Regions from separate parts of the Drosophila melanogaster genome. Here region 2 is linked to region 1. The links are chromatin contacts, called in public Hi-C maps. All regions are on one chromosome and are shown on one strand. The core of a region is the stretch at or near the end of the contact, and the rest is flanking DNA. Distances in the headings are between cores, read along the strand shown. Region 1 holds the start of CG43072. Region 2 holds the start of ko (knockout).

Region 1 (6,164 bases), core at 1,190-3,689:
GATCAACGAAATTCTTAAATTAAGTAACTGCTGACTCAGTTGGAATTTGAAATTGGTTCCAATTAAAATGTTTTGACATCTAACTGAAATCTACGACAGTCCATATATGTCAACTTAATTAATTCCATAACTATCCTTATTTGACGTGTGATTCATTCATGTACAAAAGGTGAATCAATGCAGTTGAATGAAGCTAATCGGAAAGACACAAACTACGAAAATGGTATAGAGTTTATACAACGATTCTTAGGTATAAAACAGTCGGTAAGTTTCCCGAGAAACTTATTGTTCTAAGTGATCTGTGAATTCTCTGGCGCTCTCTCTTGCTCATACTGTCAAACATATATTGTCATACTGGCTTTCTAACCCCGACAATTGCCAGTCATAAAGCGTGTTCTATGAATTGTTTTTATGACAAGCGCGCTTTTTGAAGGGCATTCTCAATCGTTGACGTTTCGAAACGTTCGCTCTTTACGGGGCGTATACGCAATACGTGAACAACAAATGTGGTTTTTGGCTAACGGAAGTGTCACGGTGAACAAATTTCAATTATTATTGAACAAAATGCTTTATCTTAGGCTAAAACGCTGACTTTGAATTGTGACCGAAATAGAAGTAATAAACAAAAAGAATGTAGCCGCGCGACGCGACTCTTGGAATTCCAAAACTAAACCAAAGATAAAATGGCAAAGAATGATGCGCAGACGCTCGTAAATAAATTAATAAGCCCAATCAACAACACAACGAAACGACAAGAAAACAAATCAATTTGCAAATGAATAACCGAAAGTAACCAACCAACCAAAAAGCGAACACAAAGGGGAAATTCCAATAATAACAACAATAATAAAAAACACAATTGCATGACGACGGTGAAGGCGAAAGTAAAAGCCATTGCCCCCTTTCACCCCCCGAATCGCATGAAGAATACCACAAACCACAATGTCCAGGTGTGACAACCACAAATCCCGCCGCCAACAGCTGCCCGTTCCGGCGCCCCTGTCCTCCTCCCACTCCAACTCGTCCTCGTCCCGCTCGCAAGGACACCACCACCACCACCACCACCAGCTCCATTCGAGCAACTCGGATCTGGGCGGCAGTGAGTCCTTCCTGCAATATTGCAGCGATAGCGAAAAGAGGCCACCACCGATTGTGGTGGTTGTGGGCGATGGCAGGAGCCGGGTACGTCGGGTGGTGCGCACCGCAACGCGGCACGTCACCGTGGTCAGTCTGTCCACCCGGCACAAGGAGACCCAGACGCACACCTCGCACCATGTGACGGCCGTCAGGTAAGCTATGGGCGATTCCATCCAACCCATCCAAATGGGCATTTCGAACCAGCTGGGCAGACACTTAAAAAAAAATCGACAAAAAGTATATTTGATTTCTGAGATAATAGATACAGGCCACATTTTGTTTGCAACCTTGATGTGTTCATTAAAAATGTGTAAAGCAAATTATAAATGTTAATCCCACCACACATGTCTAAAGATATGTAAAAGGGCTATCACCATTCGAATATTTTAATGTAATCAAGTGAGACTTGCAAAAATATAGTATGTATTTCGTTTGTCTCTTACTTGTTAATCAATGTTGTAAGGGTTTTTACACAATGGTATAAATTTGAGAAATGTTTTATTTTTATATTAAAATTTGTTTAAAATAATATTTATATCAAATTTTGAAATTTAGACAGATGGAGTGCGCATTTTGATGCGTATTATATAATAACAATCTAAATTATCGTACGATGAATTTTCACAATTTTGCTTAAGGGTTTTCAAAACTAAGCTTCTTGTTAATCGAATTATACGTAATCCGTTTCCTGACAAATACATTTTTTCGAATTCAAATATTTGTTCCAAGTGGTAGGTAAGCTTATCGCGCCTGTTTGTTATTATCCCTTATCTTTATGGGACCTCCACATTGTTCTTGGGTCTGCCGCTGTTTTATGGTCTGACTATTCTTGGGCCAGTCAACGAGTATCGGTCGAGATAAACCCGCTCAATTATTTATTAATATACACCGTTTCGAAGGGTACGGTAAATATTTATTACTGGATTTTCAAGACTTTGATTTTATTGGATTCCTCGAAGGAAATGTAATTCGATTAGATATTATGGCGGGGCTTGTAATTATACAAACAAAAGTGTTCTGAGAACTCAAGTTTTTAAATAATAAACGTATTTGGTTTGAAACTTGTCTAATAGATGGGCTGTGAATTCATGTGGAAGCTAGGATTGCAAGCAGAAACTGTGGCATATTTATGGGCTTAACATAAAATGTAAAGAAAATCATGTAGAAAGCATGCGATCCACATGTAAAATTACTTCAAAGTACAAACATTAAAATGTATTCATATAAAATTATGGTTTATGATACGAAAACAAGCTTTTAAAAACGAAACTACCAAAAACATTTTATCCGTAATTTTCCAGTCAAGTTTTAGTTATTTTTGTCTAAATTTTGTATAAATTTTTGGCCGTCACCTGGCATCATTGACTGAAAAATTAAAAAAAAAAAGGATGACCATGGAACTGCTTGCGCGGCACAATCTTCAGAAGGTTGAACAGCTCACGACCTTCGATCTGAAATATTTCTTTATCATCTACGCCATCGTCGTCCTGATGATCCTGGGTGTTCCACTGGCCTTCCTACTTCAAAGCAAGGGTTCGGCGAACGAAAGGGATCGTTTTCAATTGGAAGCCAATCGATCGCGCGTGGATCCAGTGAGGGGAGAAACCCGGCGACGAATCCGGGATTCGAGTGCCTAATAAGCTTTTGATATTGATGTTGATATTCATGGAAATACATTGAATGCGGCGCAACAGCGGTCTGTTTGTAGTTTTTCCTAGTCTCAAAACCCCAACCCCAACGTGTCTGGCCCGCTTGTGGCACACTCCATAAACGTTAAGCCCCCTTTCAAAATGCACATAAACGAACCCGAGAAATCTAATGTAAAATCAATAATAATTACGCCGAGTAGGCCATCGGCGGTTGGGTCACGTCAGCCGATTTGGACACTTGTTGCATACGCAAACAGGAGGAAGTCCGGTGCAGTTTTGGCTCGCGAGCGTCAGCTGAGATACAAGATACGAGCTACGATGTGCGAGATACTCAGATATACAGGGCGATACACAGATACTTTCTGGGATGGTCAAACAGACGGGCAGTCTTGAAAATTTAGCTCCAACATGTGCAACGTGCAACGGCAAACAATTAGGGCGACGTGTGGCAGATGTTTTTCCTTCTCGAAAGCAGGACTCTTAAAAAATCAGAGGGTTGCGAGGAAGGAGAAGTGGTACAATAACAAGCCAGTTCGGCAGGCAAAAACTACCTGCCGTTGTTGTCCTTTCAGGAATTGAAAAAAATTTTTATGTATATATATCCCAAAGAAACCCATGCAAAGCCACGCCAGGTGCAGCTGGAAAACTGGCGAAAAGAGTGTGGAAGAGATAGGCAGCAACAAGGATGCCCCTTTCAATTTTGTGTTTTCGTTATCCTTCGGTTTTCCTGCTGATCCTGTTTTTGTCCAACTCCCGGCTATAGGTGCAAATATGCAGCTGCCCTCGAACTTTTCAATATCGATCTTCTGGGATTGTCCCGCTGCGAGAAGATTTCTGGTAGTCATTTGTATTGCATACGTAGATAATGAATTTGCTGGGATTTTCGAGCAAATCGAATTACGATTTCCAAGCCAAGGGAAAATCGAATAGTGTTAAGGTGAATACATTAAAGGAAGATGAGTGTTTTGTGGCATCATGTTGTGGAAATAATGTAGGGTTTTTTTAAATTGATTTTTAGGCATAACGATTTTTTTTAAATCTGAAAAACAAGATTCAAATCGAATTTCTGTATGTATATGGTGAAGTACCTTCGAGATTCAAGAGATTACCCCAGTTAACTATATCCTTATACCTGGGATTTATTAACCAGTTCTTTCTATTGATTTTCTGCACTGCAAATCATTGCCAAACGTCTCCTTTACTATTTATTTCACCAATTGTTGCTTCAATCCAATAGCATTGAGAATCCTTGTGCCGATCAATAAGTTTGTCATCGTGGGCTAATCATTTCCTTCACTTTCCTTAAAGCATATGTCGGTGCTGTCTCTCTTCCTCTTGCTCTACCTGTTTCGCTGTCTCTTTTCGATAATGGATCCTTTTACGCTTAGGATATCTATTCTTTGAGTTAGGGGTAGTACAATTGTTCTTTTTGGGTAACCCGACGAGGGCAACACAAAACAGATGCATTTTGTGTGGGATTCGGCGTATATGTGTGTAGGATGATCACGCACACGCACACACATTTAATGAGCCATGCGAAACACGTTTTTGGAGGAAGTGAGATGGGTAGAGAGTGCGAGACAGATATACAAAGAAGTATCGCTGCCGACGCGCTTGCGCAGTTAACTTCTTCCTCTACCTTGGTGGATCGTCGATCACCTTGTCGAGCGGTCGTCGAATGCTCGGTTTAGTTCAAACGCGAGCATCGCCGGGATCGGACGTTACCCTGGCCCACTCACTACATACAATCTATACATATATCCGCCGGGATTTAGTTTTTTCAGTGTTTCCTCTGACCGAACGTTCGAAATTCAATTTGAATATCATTGTTAAGAGATATTGTGATTCTCCCAGCCCATAACTGTGTCACAATGTGTCTGTTGGAAGACCACACCACCGCCTAGTGCATAAATCTTGAACGTTTTGTGATATTTTCTTCACCATGATCATTTGCATATCGGGTTTTATAATTGGCGAAAGGTAGGAACCCATGGCCTGACCCAGAAAACGAAAGTTCTCTTATCGTCTACTTAGATAAACAAAAACTAAGGCTTGGTTTGTTTATCGAAACTGGAAATTTCTTAGAGAATCCCACACTTATATTAAATTGGAGTAGTGTACCTATTTTAAATTTCCCTGGACTTCAGAAATTTCTTCTTTATTTTCATTTTATTTAGATGTCAAAAGCTTAGTGTGTTATTGACTCATATTAATATATATTTGACATAGTATACAGTTCGAACCATTAGTTTTAAGCATTTCATGTGTGTATACCTAAACGAAATAATAGCGTAATGTCTAAATTAAACAGCAATTACTCCTGACTCAAAAGCCGCACTTGTGCTTTCAATGTTTCCTTATCAATTTTGATAGCATAATCTTGATAAAGTAATTATTTATATATAAGGTCTTTCTTTTGTTGGTAGAAACGGTCTGCGAAAACGTATATTAGTATCATTCCAAATTCCAATGCAAGTAGTGTTCTAAACAGATCCCTCGTTTTTTCCACTTGCAGCTTTCCCCAGAAGAGCCTGGAGCGAAGTGGTTCCACCCAGTATGAGCTGGCTGGAGCGCAACAGCCAGGATCAGCCAACGCCTCCACCTGCACAGATAGCGGCAGTGTTGGCGGCTATGTTTACCTGCAGAATCACTACGCCCCCGGCGCCCACAGCTCCTCAGCCGCCATCAACTACCCTGCGCAACAGCATCCCCAGATGGTCTACCAAATACAGCAGTATCCCACGTGCCATCAGCAGCAGCAACAGCAGCACCTCCAGCAGCAGCAGCATTTGCATCAGACCGGCGCAGGTCACTACATGCAGGTGACGGCGACGGGTGGTGGCCAGTATCATCACCATCACATGCTCCATGGTCACGGGCATCATGCCCACCATCACGGTGGGGCGGTGGTCATCGCCGGGAGTGGTGTGGGAACTGGCCTGGGATCTGGAGCCACCAGCGTGATCATGCAGCACCAGCAACAGCAGCAACAGCAACAGAATATGCACAAGAAGAACTCCATCCGGAACGGCGGAGATGTCCTCAAGCGAACGCGAGCTCAGTCGGCGTAAGTACTTTCTCCCGGGTGATGTTGATAGTTTGGGGTGTGGATTCAGCTGGGAATTATGTGCCGACAGAAAGTAAATATTTCCAGGGCCCAAAGGAGATTTCCGGGAACAGTTTCTTATCGAAATGTAAAATTTGGGTGGATTGTTCAGGAGGTTTTTCAAATACAATTTTATCAAATGATAAACAGGTGGCTTTCTAAATCGGTAACGGACTATTATAGCATACCTTTAGGACTATCATTAGATAAGTGAAATCAAGAAGACTTTATTTTTAGACCTGAATATGCGTAATAGTAACTTATCTTGTTCT
Region 2 (6,164 bases), core at 1,702-4,201, 65 kb after region 1:
CTGTGACAATATAAATATAGCCCAGTTCCATTTTAGAATAATTAACAAAAATGTTGTTCAATATTTTGTAAGGCCTTCAATCGAGTGTCTAATAAGTTTATTTTAAGTTTTTTTTTAAACTTACTGTTTATTTTTTAAGTTTTTTTTTTATTAATTTATAACCAATACAATACCAGTATAAAAAAAATCTTTAAGATACATTTTCCCACCAACTCCTGATAAAGCTATGGGATTTTCCAGAGGTTTCCTCTTTACTCCAAGGAATCCAATGCCGCAGCAATTAGTCCCGTCCAAAAAGGGCAGCGCAACAAGACGGCAGGAGCGGCAAATAAAAAATTAAGCTCCGCTGCATGCCACAAGTGGCCGAAAGTGCTTCCAGCCGGCCGGCAACGACCGATAAGAGAGCAACAACTGTGCAACGGGCCAACAAGACAACAGAAATATGGTCACAACAACTGCAACCCAACTGAAGCGGGCTAACAACAAAATTGGCAACAAAAAGGCAACCAATTAAGGCCAATTTAGTTGCAGCAACGCCAAGCGGCAGCGACACATGAAATAATCAGTGAGAAAACAGCAACCAGAGCAGCAACAACAATATCGCAGCATGCAAATGAGAGCAGCGACCAAAGTAACTCGATACAAATTTTGCGAAAAGGCAACAGCAACGGTTAAAAAACTATGTATGTGCAGGTATTTGCAAGAAATTTTCACATTTTTTTTTCTGCACCACGGGAACTGTGAGAAAATATGCAAAGGCAACTGAAACGGAAAACTTCAAGACAGTGAAACATTCCTAAAAAGAACATAGGACGACGAACTATATTAAAAGTGCAGTTTGTACAAATGAATATATATTTTTAGTCATTGTAATATACTATGACAAATATTCACACAAGTATGCAACTAGTTTGAAATTGCATTATAATATATTTATGGATTTTAATGGAAACTATATAAAGCTTATCAGCATCTCAAAAATATTTCTGTTTTAATGATCAGTTATGGAATGTCTACTACATCTCAAACTAGTTTTAAGTGTGTCCTAAAAAGCGAATCAAGTTCAGTTTGACTTATTTGTACCAAAGACCACTCATGTTTGTAGCTTGTTTTTGAAATAACAAAATTAATTAAAGTTCGTAAATGTATTGTTTGAGTTTTATGTAGTGAAGAAATGCTAAGCACGTACTCCTTTAAAAGCAAGTTCAACAACATTTGACGTTTTTTAAAATACATTATAAGGGAAAAACAATTGTTTATTGTATATTTTAATAATACCTTTCGTTTTTATAGTTACATCATGCTATAATATTTGGTATGTTACCGTATATAAGTATGTGTGTTTTCCTGAAAATGATTAGTATATCTGAACCAAGTTCTTCTTAAAGAAGTTAACCCGTAGTTTCATATTCTTGTGACAAACTGTCGGCTGTCTGCAATGAGTGACAAGGAGGGGTATATTAGTGTAGGAGCAGGAGATGCTTGAAGAATGAGACAGACAACTTGGAGCTGTTCTGATTTCGAATATTATTGATTAATGCCGCCCGATGACAGTATCCACTACAACAACACCATCTGTGTCAGGTTGCAGATGCAGTGAAATCTCTTAACAGCCGACCAGAGGAAGCAAGATAGAAGATGCGAGAGCGAGAGGGTGATAGGGGGCTAACAAGATGCTCGCTTGCATTAAACAATTGTTGGCTTGTTGTTGCTGTTTGCTCAGCTCAGCCCAAGGCGGCCCATTAAAACGCTTAGCAAGCAGCAAGTGCCGTGACCTTTTTCCCTCAACTTCCAGTTCTTTTGGCTGCCTTTGTCTTTTTTATTTCGATGATTTCATTGTAGCTGCTGGCTTTTTTGTTTGGCTTTTTTGTTGTGCTCAGTGGCCGCATCCGAACCTAATTGCACCATCGGCCTAAGATCTTCAGTACACAAAAAAGAAAATGGGGATCACCCAAAGTTGATATTTGCCAAACTGGTTTTAAATTAATTAAATAATTACTTCTTTTTTTAAAGCAAGTCCAAGTATGGATGCACTCGAATTTCTCAACGTAAGTTAAGAACTTGTATAAGTAGATCAATGCAGAACATTTACATTACATCTTTTTCTAAAGCTTTCGAAAAATATTAATTATATTAACGACTAAAATATGTTTTATGTTATTTATGCATTGATCATATTTTGAAAGAATTCTTTTGGGAAATGTCTTTTTTTTGAAATTAAATGTTTCAAGAGTATTGCAAGCACGTCCTACTACTTTTTCGAGTGTATTTTTTATGATCCAAAATAATAGAAGCCGCCAAGTATCGGGCCGTTGGTGTGGTTATTTCAGTGTGTCTTAAAGTGCATTATCTTTCTTTTCGACTTAATCAATTTAGACAGATCACACATACAGCTACACACTTAGGCTCAAAACATGCACACACCCACATGCAGGTGGCAAAAACTCCACCTCACAACCCGTTTTTCTCATTGCCAAGAAAACTACTGAGCTTTGCACAGACTTCTTCACTTTCTTCTTGTGCGTGCAAGTGTGTGTGCAGCCTCAGAAAGTAACTGTATCTCATAAATACACATTTACAACTCTTTTCATACATACCTGTCCAGCGAATTAGCAATGCCGCATACAAAAGAATACACATGTGTCGCTTTCAATTTTGCAATTGCAATATTGCAGTCTCTAAAATGGAAAACTCAAAACTCGAGCTTAAGCCACCGGCTAACACACACATATGCATTTACATAGGATCCAAACAAACACACACAGCGTTAATCAGAGGTAAACAAACGAGGAAAACTCGCGACGCGAACGAAAAGCACTTGCGTAAATATAAATATTGAATGGTTCGATTGGGGAAAAGTGAGGGGCAATAACCAAATACGCGACTCGTGTTCTGGCACGGAATGAGAAACTATGGAGTCTCGTCTCGTCCGCTGCGAGGTCCAAAGACGATCTGAATCGCGAACGAGATACTATATCTGAACTTCACTTTTCCCACATAGCATTTCCTCTGTCAGGTTTGTTGGACGCCAACAGTTCGCTTCGAACTTGTTGTGCCCGCATTATTTTAAGTTGCAGCGTTGCACCAGAACTATGTTATGTTCGTTAACATAGTGTTACTGTACTCTGTAGCGTGCCCCTTTGTATATCGCAAATATACTGAACTTTAATGGCTTAGCGCCAAGCTACATGTGTACCCTTTTATACAACGAAACTGAATTCAAATGGAAAAAAAACATACACTTCGCTCTAATGTAATTTTAGTTATTTATTCCTTACAAATGAGCACGTATTTAAGGGATTTCATAAATTATGGAAAATATTTGGATCAAATGTTATTTGGCAATTTCTACTAAATACCATGACTTAACTTAGATCCCTTAAATACCACCCGAATAAAGGACTTTAGTGTGACCCTATACAAACGGGGCGCTTGACAGTGCTGCAAAGTGACGATTGCAATCGAAAGGCGATAAGCATTGGAAAATAACGATACAGCGCCACCCCACCACCCAACCACCCTCCTAAACAACCACTCAGTGGTGAAAAATCACCCGTAGCTGAAAACTGGAACGGAAAACGGCGAAAATATGCTCAAGTCGGAGGTTCAGCACCAGTTCTGGATTACCAAAAAGGTGGTGCAGCGCAAGCTCGGAACGAAGGAGGACAAGCACATAATATCCTCGGACGCGGAGCTGGATTCCAAGATCGAGGTGTTCAAATCGATATCGGACACCAGCTTGAACCTGTGCAAAATCATTGACCAATACCAGGAGCGCCTATGCATCCTGTCGCAGGAGGAGTGTGTGTTCGGCAGGTTCCTCAAGGAGGCGGGAAAGCGGAGCAGAACCACGGGCGGTAGTATCGCCCACACGGCCAAGGCCGTATCCTTCGCTGGACAACAGAGGATGTGCGTGCGGGTGCCGCTCCTGCGGCTCCAGCACGAAGTCGATGTGTTCCGCTGCCGGGCGATAAAGGACACGGAGCAGACCCTCCAGACGATGGAGAAGGAGCGCACGGAATACCGCGCCGCTCTCTCCTGGATGAAGTCCGCCAGCCAGGAACTGGATCCCGATACGGGCAAGGGTCTGGACAAGTTTCGCACGGCACAGGCCCACGTGCGGGTGGCCAAGCATAATTTCGATGGTTACTCAATGGATTCCATTCAGAAGGTGAACGCGACGCTGAAGGACCTGTTCAATCCAATATTATACAATATAATTATTATTAATCCTTTCCAGATTGATTTACTAGCAGCTGCCCGATGCAACATGTACTCCCATGCTCTGGTGGCCTACGTTACCGAGTTGAAGAACTTTGCCCAGAAGGCCGCCTCCACATTCCAGACCATATCTAAGGCCTTGATTATAAAGCCCAAGTACGACTTCTGTGTGCTAAAGGAACTGTCTCAAAATGAAGGATCCACAGAGGAAGTGCCGCCAATCGAAGCCGTGGATAAGGACCAGTCGTTATTCTTTGCTGTAACTTCATATCCCAGAGCTCTAATTCAAGAACTTATTCTAAAAATGCATTTCCTTACAGAACGAGTACCAGGACAAGCTGGAAACCCAGCCGGAAATCAAGGAGTCCGAAGAGGACAAACCAAGTGCACCTCCCAATGCCTGCGGCGACAATGAATCCTTGCTTATTGAGCTTTCCAAGCAGCTGGAGGACAGTCCTCTAATAGATGCGCCGCTGGATGAAGATATACCTGCCCAAAATAGCACTAACAAGCTATGGTCCCGCTTGTTTAGCCAGCAGAATCAGCAACCCATACCGAGCCAAGTAGCCACGGACTCGAAGGCAAGTGCAGGTGGCGCCACCCCGGTTCCCAGCAAATCGCAGACCACCAACAATCCCTGGCTGGATCTTTTCGCCGACTTGGATCCCTTAGCCAATCCGCAAGCCTTCGATTTAAAACTGAGCGGCGGACGCAGTGTGGCCGAGCAGACCTGAGCAGATTACCCTCCCGCACAGATTATATTTGTTGATCTGCATATACCGTTGGAAACTAGCTAGTCAAAATGGAGAATCTTTGGATGTAACTTTTCGCTAAACGTTCAAAAACTTTTTATGTTTTATTTAAATAAAATTTATATGGGACACAGCAGCTAGAAGTGGATGAGGCGGACGAGAGGCAGGTAAAGTGGAGCAGGAGCCGCACTCATTTGACCGCCGCCTGTGCCTCCTTCTTGGAGTTAACCAGCTCGACCAGCTCTTTGACGCGACGTAAGCAGTCCTTTTTACTGCGATTCGGTATGCAGGCGGCGATGCAATCCCAGCGATCGGGTGTCGTCGTTGGATAGGTTTTAATGGCCTGTTCGAGCAGGGCTTGCTCCTCCTTGGTCCAGGTTTTGGAGGCAGCACCGCCGCCCGTAGACCCATTTGTGGCCGGAACTGGGGCTGGTGCAGCCGTGGGGTTTGCTGGAGCTGGAGCCGTGCCATTCTGCTTGGTTGACTGATTGTTCGCCTTATGATCTACACCGTTTTGTTTCAAGTTCTCCTTGCTCGCCTGGGCCGTCTCCTCGCCCAGGGTTATATCCTTACACGTCTGAACATCTTTCTTGGACTTCTCGAAACTGGCAAATGCCGCATCGTTGGCTTGAGTCTTCAGGGAGCTCTTCGAGTGATCTGTGTTCTGGAGCGCCTTGGCTTTGTTGAGCACATCCCTGGCATTGACCAGAACAGTGTTATCCGGGCTATGCTGGTTAATGAAAGTGGCTATGACATCCCAACGCTGTGCAGTGCCAGCGGGAAACAGATTAACCGCCTTGATAAGCAACTGCACGTTCTCATTGCTCCAGAGCTCATTCTTCTTGACCTCCTTAACGCCTTTTGGCGTGGCCGCTGAGCTGGCAAGCTTCTTGGCCTGTGTCTGGTTAATCTCCTCCAACTCGGCAGCTATCTTCTGCTCGGCCGTTTGAAGGGCAGCAACAAACGACTCACGGCCCTTGCTTTCCATTGCCTTATTTAGAGCTTGCAGCTCTGCCAGATTGAAGGTCTCGCAAATCTTCTCGGTGCCCTCCATGTGCTTCAGCTGATCCTTGTCGTTCTTGGCATAATACTTGCAGTCCTTGACCTTGTCGCGCAGCGTTTTGCGCTCCTTCTTAAGCAGCTTTTTCTGCTGCTCGCGTTCGATGCGGATCTGCTCGATGCGTTTCTGCT

Evidence for each region. Hi-C and Micro-C count contacts between places; a contact is called where the count stands out from the background.
Region 2: a Hi-C map of the Kc167 cell line shows a contact between it and region 1, with 2.1 times the contacts expected there. A contact is called at or near these places in 18 of 107 Hi-C or Micro-C datasets (the Clone 8 cell line, the D17-c3 cell line, the Kc167 cell line and 6 more) and 4 of 7 datasets of targeted methods (the Kc167 cell line and the S2 cell line).

The regions. Positions count from the first base shown.
Region 1 is chr3L:21,063,413-21,069,576 of dm6, forward strand. CG43072 reads left to right here and starts at 2,440. Exons shown (of 1, transcript NM_001259925.2): 1 at 2,440-2,826. The coding sequence starts at 2,526. The coding sequence ends at 2,774. It overlaps siz (schizo), which reads left to right. Exons shown (of 6, transcript NM_168881.3): 2 at 5,302-5,853.
Region 2 is chr3L:21,128,208-21,134,371 of dm6, forward strand. It overlaps ko (knockout), which reads right to left and starts at 2,952. Exons shown (of 8, transcript NM_079469.3): 1 at 2,598-2,952. ICA69 (Islet cell autoantigen 69 kDa) reads left to right here and starts at 3,239. Exons shown (of 3, transcript NM_141026.2): 1 at 3,239-4,171; 2 at 4,241-4,480; 3 at 4,542-5,103. The coding sequence starts at 3,590. The coding sequence ends at 4,955. CG10565 reads right to left here. Exons shown (of 3, transcript NM_001259927.1): 3 at 5,043-6,164. The coding sequence ends at 5,164.